Linked DNA regions of Cricetulus griseus: region 1 is linked to region 2. Evidence: chromatin contacts called from public Hi-C data. All regions are on one chromosome and are shown on one strand. The core of a region is the stretch at or near the end of the contact, and the rest is flanking DNA. Distances in the headings are between cores, read along the strand shown. Region 1 holds the start of Aasdhppt (L-aminoadipate-semialdehyde dehydrogenase-phosphopantetheinyl transferase). Region 2 holds the start of Cwf19l2 (CWF19-like protein 2).

Evidence for each region. A called contact is a pair of places that touch in the nucleus more often than the background predicts.
Region 1: a Hi-C map of the CHO-K1 cell line shows a contact between it and region 2, with 6 times the contacts expected there. The contact joins the promoter of Aasdhppt here to the promoter of Cwf19l2 in region 2. A contact is called at or near these places in 3 of 8 Hi-C or Micro-C datasets (the CHK-Q cell line, the CHO-K1 cell line and fibroblasts).

What each region holds. Positions count from the first base shown.
Region 1 is chr4:119,119,567-119,122,526 of CriGri-PICRH-1.0, reverse strand. Aasdhppt (L-aminoadipate-semialdehyde dehydrogenase-phosphopantetheinyl transferase) reads left to right here and starts at 1,428. Exons shown (of 6, transcript XM_027415211.1): 1 at 1,428-1,706; 2 at 2,041-2,266. The coding sequence starts at 1,467. It overlaps Kbtbd3 (kelch repeat and BTB domain-containing protein 3), which reads right to left and starts at 1,293. Exons shown (of 4, transcript XM_035443425.1): 1 at 1,065-1,293.
Region 2 is chr4:118,076,229-118,079,341 of CriGri-PICRH-1.0, reverse strand. Cwf19l2 (CWF19-like protein 2) reads right to left here and starts at 1,518. Exons shown (of 18, transcript XM_027415213.1): 1 at 1,388-1,518. The coding sequence starts at 1,495.

The DNA of each region.
Region 1 (2,960 bases), core at 179-2,678, 1.0 Mb before region 2:
AATTCCCTTAGAGCCTACATCAATGAATCCAAAGGTCACCTACTCTTACCCAATCCTGAACAGTCAAGGCACGTACCATGCTGCTTGCAATTTTTTTCCTTTAAAAACCCCTTACAATTGAGGCCAGACACCCTTTTCCTGCAGGTGCTGTGCCAGTTTGCTGGACAGGGTCCTTGCCGAGGCTTGTAGATTAACATTAAACCTTGTGGGTTTGCATCAGTGAGTTGGCTCCTTGGTGGTCTTTTTGTGATCTCACGAACTTGGCATAACAATTATATTTGCTGATATAGGCATTAGTACTTGCTCACTTTACTCATCCTCACACTGTTTACTGTAGCTTTTTCTGTGTGCTGTAGATACCCTGTCACATTGTGAACGTTCTTCAGATCTTAAATAGTACCTCAATCACGCTTTGAAGAGGCAAGATGTTACACCAAGATCGCAATGTCTGTGTGTAAGCACACACTCAAAAACCCCAAGCACCTGAGGAAAACTCGAGGGGGCCTGTCATGTCACAGAAATGTTAATTGTAACGCTTAAGGGTAAGACTAAAGCCAGCAGTAGTTGTGGAGATTAGATTACTGCTGGCCTTTGCAGATCCTTCCAGGCAGCCTTAGGAAGGGGACAGGCTGATTCAGCATGACACCTATATAATGCGGAATCCATATTCAACCGCAGAGACCAACTCTGCCCTGGACTCTAACTCGCCCACGACTTTGCATGTTCACAGAAAAGCCGCTAACATCCGTCTACAACAGCAACCTAGGAAACAGAAATGCACTGGTGTGCCTTTGCACACCAGTCTGAAACCTGCATGGGGCCTTGAAGGTGCGCGCGGGAGTCGTGCCTTGAACCCTTGGGGGCTCGGCTCAACGTAGAAGGGCGTGGGAGGTACGGGGAGGGTCACCTCCAGCCGCCGCAATACACAACTCCCAGGCTCCTTCCTGCGGAGCCTCCCTCTCTGGAGCATCCCTGGGCTGCAGCGAAGCTGAGGCTCGCAGACCCCCTGGCCCGGGAAGAAGGCTCCACTGCCCCCTTCCCCGCAGACCCCGCGGCTCACCCACCTGCAAGGCCCCTGCGCGAAGTCTCCGCCCAGGTTGGCCTGCAGAGCTCCGGCTGCGGTTGGCTCGTGCGACTGTCCCGTCAGCACTTCCTGCGCCGTGAGTGGCCGAACGGTGCTGAGAGGCCTTGGTCCCGCCCTTCGAGGCTGCGGAGCCTGGCTCACAAGCCGTCACGCGAAGCCGCGGAGCTCCCAGCAGCCTCTCTCCACCTCCTTCCCACCCCGCTCCCCCAGCAGCCCGGCCCTCTTCAGGATGAGCAGCACGAGGCCACGCCCCCAGGCCGACGCACACTGAGAATGGGGTGGAGCCTGGTCTGCGCACGCCTGGACGCCCAACTTCTTGGTGCTGACGCGCGAAAGGGGGTGGAGAGCAGTTGCCTTGCGCAGACTCGAGGGTGAAGGGGGCATGGCAGCGCCTGCGTCCCGCCGTCAGGCCTGCGGCGCGGCGGGCCCTGGGAGGCGCATGGTGCTCCCGGCCAAGAGGCTGTGCATCGTGCCGACCATGGAGGGCGTTCGCTGGGCCTTCTCCTGCGGCACCTGGCTGCCCAGTCGAACCGAATGGCTGCTGGCGCTGCGGTCGATCCAGCCCGAGGAGAAGGAACGCATCGGCCAGTTCGTGTTTGCCCGCGACGCCAAGGCGGCCCTGGTACTCGCGGCCTGTGGGCTTGGGGGGCGGGCAGGGCGGCGCAGCCCCGCGCTCGTGCCGTGGCCAGCAGGGCTTCACCGTGCGCGACCCTCTCCCGCCTACCTTTCCCCTGAGGCTCGGGATCTCCCAAGCAAGCCTTCCCTGTGAGGTAGCCTCTGGAGGCCCCTTCACCTGAAACTGGAGGCAGGGCCTGTGTAGTAATCGTTTGTTTAGCAATGAATATGCTTCAGAAGTGAAAAGCTTATAAATTACCAAATACACTTTGTAAGCAATGCCTTTATGCGGATGGTGGACCACAGTATATACATACTGTATGTTTTATGTGTTTTAACAGGCTGGTCGTCTGATGATAAGGAAGTTAGTTGCAGAGAAATTAAATATCCCTTGGAATAACATTCGTCTGCAAAGAACTTCAAAAGGAAAGCCGGTTCTTGCCAAAGACTCGTTGAATCCCTATCCCAATTTCAACTTCAACATCTCACATCAAGGGGACTATGCAGTTCTTGCTGCAGAACCTGAGCTGCAAGTTGGTATTGATATAATGAAGACTAGTTTTCCAGGTAATGGTTCATTATTATGACGCAGTGGTTAAGTGTGTTGTGTCTCAGATCTTAACTAATAGGTGGTTGTAAACCGGGAGACTTATAAACACAGACCCTTGCATCTAACTGAAAGAAAATGGATTTCCTTTAACATTAACCCAAATCCACAGATAAAGGAACTGTGCCATTTTAACCTCCTTCAGCTACATTTTCTCTGTAGGTATGCACATAAATTTGCCTTGGTATTTTTTCTTTTTTCTTGCTGTTGCAGAGTACTGAAGCTAATTTGTGAAGAAAAGAGTTTATTTAGGCTCATAGTTCTGTGTTCAGGGAAATACTTGGGGACTGCGATAAAAGTCAACTTATTCATGAAGGGGGTGCACCCAATGCTTTACAATACTGTGGTATTGGCAACTAAATTTCAACAAGAAATTTGAAGGTAACAGACCTTACTGAAACACAGCTCCAAAGACATAACCTGGTATTATAGAAGGCTTATTCCATAATAATGTAACAATATGTGATGTAATAATGTACTATATAATATAATAATATAGGTAATAGTGAAGAATAGTCCACATGGGCTTGTAGCTCTGGGGAATCTTCACATGAGCTTTTCTTGTAAGTAGAAGTTAGTGGAGAGGCGATTAACACTTGAAGGAAGGCAGCACAACTAGAGACAGTCTGCCTGGAAATAAACGAGCAGATTTTA
Region 2 (3,113 bases), core at 269-2,768:
ATGACGATCATTACTCATTCTTCCTATCTTTTCTATTCTTTATATACATTTAAACTTATTAAAACTTCTTCCCCTTAAGCCCCCCACCAAATTGTTACCAAACACTGTTGTTCTTCAACTACAAATTTGCCCTTTGTGCAGTCACAGTTTGGAAAAACTTATCAGATAATTCAATATTTACTTTTTCCATTTTTTATAAATTCCATATATTTCAATATTAATGAGAATTCTGTTTACCAAACTTTTGGGGGAGACACACATTCTGAGTCTCTTATGTTAAACAGTGTTTCAATCAGTCTGTCTGGTGTTGTGTCTCACTGTCATGAAAAACCGTAATAAACCATTTTAAATGCCCAGTGAAAGACAGACAGACAGTGGAGGAATGCCCACTGTACTCAAATGTTTCCCACTTCCAATAGGCCGAAGAAATGACTCGGTCTGCAAGACAACTGGTGTCTTCAAATGTGGTACAGTACATAGAAACTGAGCAATCCACACTCAAAGCACAAGGACATTTGCTCAGTAATGTTCATGGCAGCATTACTTGTAATAGCCAGGACTTGGAGTCAACCTGGATGCCCCTCAATCGAAGAATGGACAAGGAAAATGTGGTACATTTAGACATTGGAGTACTACTCAGTGATTAAACCAAAAAAAGAAAGAAAGAAAGAAAGAAAGAAAGAAAGAAAGAAAGAAAGGACATCTTGAAATTCGAAGGCAAATGGATGGAACCAGAAAAAAAAAAAAAATCCTGAGTGAGGTAACCCAGACCCAGAAAGACAAATATGTACTCACTCATGATTGGATATTAGACTTAAAGCAAAGGACAACCAGCCTACAGGCCACAACCCCTGAGAACCTAGAGGACCCTAGGAAAAGGAACTAGACAAGATCTCCTAAGTAAATAGGAAGAGTAGGGGCAGGAGGGAGAGTGGAAGGGGAGGGGAGAGGGAAGGAGAGTGGGGGATGTATTGCTCAATGTTTTTTAAACTGGGCAAAAAAAAAGAAAAAGAAACCTAGCGATCCAGGCGGCAGAAATGTCAAGAATAGATGACTAAAAGCTAAGGAACCCAATCACATCTCTCTGCAAAGGGAATGAGCAAAGCGAGCGGGCAGAGAATTTAGGAGACACTGCTTTGGGAAAACAGCTGACAGCCTGACATGGAGAAATACCGACGTGAGGAGAGGAGTAGGTGGACTACCTCCCGGAAGTGTCAAGTCCTGCAATTCTAAGTAACTTTCCGAGATCTGTCTAAGAGAAAAAACGACAGCATTTCAGGAACGAAAGACGGATTCTCTGGGAGAGTGCTGGCCTGAAGTGCAGGAAGCGCTCAGTGTGAGCCCTGGTCTTAAAAGGAGGAAAGAAAACACTCCAAAGCGGAGATACCTGGCGTAACACTTCGGCCCTGGCAATGCGGGTCCGTTCTTTTCGCTCTTCGATACTCCTAGCACTTTCAAATCTTCCACCCAACGCCGCCATAGTTGTAGCTGTCATAAAGCGAGGAAGCCGTCCGGAAACCTCAGTTTACGACTGTCGCAAAGCAGGAACCAAATCCTGGCCTGTTACTATGCCAACGGAGCAGGCGCAGATTGAAAGGCGGCAGAGCTAAAGGTTTGGTGGAACGTTGGAAGTCCGCCCCGCGGCGGGCGTTTTAGGTGTGCGGGGTTCGCTGAGTTAATAATCAGCATGCGCAATGATGTACCTTGCACTGTGCTAGCTCCTGTCTTATCAAGACTCTTACTATCCAGATATCTGCGTTCTTGCCTGATTTCCTGTGATGGTGCACCAGGCTAAAGGGACGCTAATCAGAAAGTCAGGAGAACGTGGGGGGAAAGGGAAAAAAAAAATTGCTCTAAGATTCACTATTTTTTTTTTGTTGGTGGGTGTTTTTAAATATATTGGAAACGGAGTTGGAGAGATGGGTGAGTGGTTTGCTCTTGCAAAGGACCTAAGTTCAGATCCAAAAGCCTTGTGGAGGTTCACAACCATCTGTAGCTCTATTTCCAGGGGACCCACCGCCCTCTTCTGGCTTCCACAGGCACTTCACCTCCTTGGTGTACTTAGATAAAGGCAAACAAAACACTCACACACACATTCACACACCCTGTAGAGGTTGAGAGTGTTGCACAAGCCTGAGTGCAGGAAGAGTTCTCATCATTGGGTGTGAGATGCATTGAGTGTAAGATTCTCTCTCATGAAGAAAGCTGGGTGTTGGTGGCACAGGCCTTTAATGCCAACACGGGAGGCCGAGGCAGGCGGATCTCTGTGAGTTCAAGGCCAGCCTGGGCTATAGAGCTAGTTCCAAGACAGCCTCCAAAGCCACAGAGAAACCCTGTCTCTAACCCCCTCCCCCAAAATAAAAAAGCAGGGACCTTATGTTTACTGCATCTTGCTTAAATAAGTCTCTGTATCAAAATACTAGTTCTTATCTGTGCTACATATGATTCGTTCACAAGGATGGTAATAGGAAAATTGAGATAAGCCATTTCTCTTTCTTTTTACCTCTGGCAACTCAGCAGAATTTAAAATGCCAAACTTCAACGGTTACACCCCTATGCCCCCCACCAAGTGCTATTGTTGATTTGATTCATTACATTTAGAAGGCTGCAACCTGCACAGATGTACCCACTGAGAGTAACCAGCCAATACAGAGCTGATTGGAAGGGCTGCTGCACCTGCTCACCTAATACCAAAGGCACCCATAGGAGCACACCATGAAATATACTGCAGCTGGTCTGCTGGTTTTCAGTAACCTGGCTTCTCTGTTAGTCAGAACTGCTGTGAAAGTTCATTTTGCTGTTAAGAAGCAATACTCACGAGCCTTTGTATTGCAGAAGAAATGAAAATGTCAGGAAACTAAAAACTAGATTTTGATAATTTCCCTCCTGACCTTCCCTGTTCCATATCCCAGCATGATGACCAGGCTGATATTGTTACAACTAAGGTAGAGCTGCCTGTATCTCCATTCATCCCACAGGGTTTGCCCTGCTCCAACTGCATACAAAGAGACACATATTAGGCCTTGAGATGTCCTTATTGAGACAGGCTAGGCTCAGATATGTTGAAATCTGGCCTTCTTGTCAGTCCTAGAGACGAGCCATGCATATTAGCC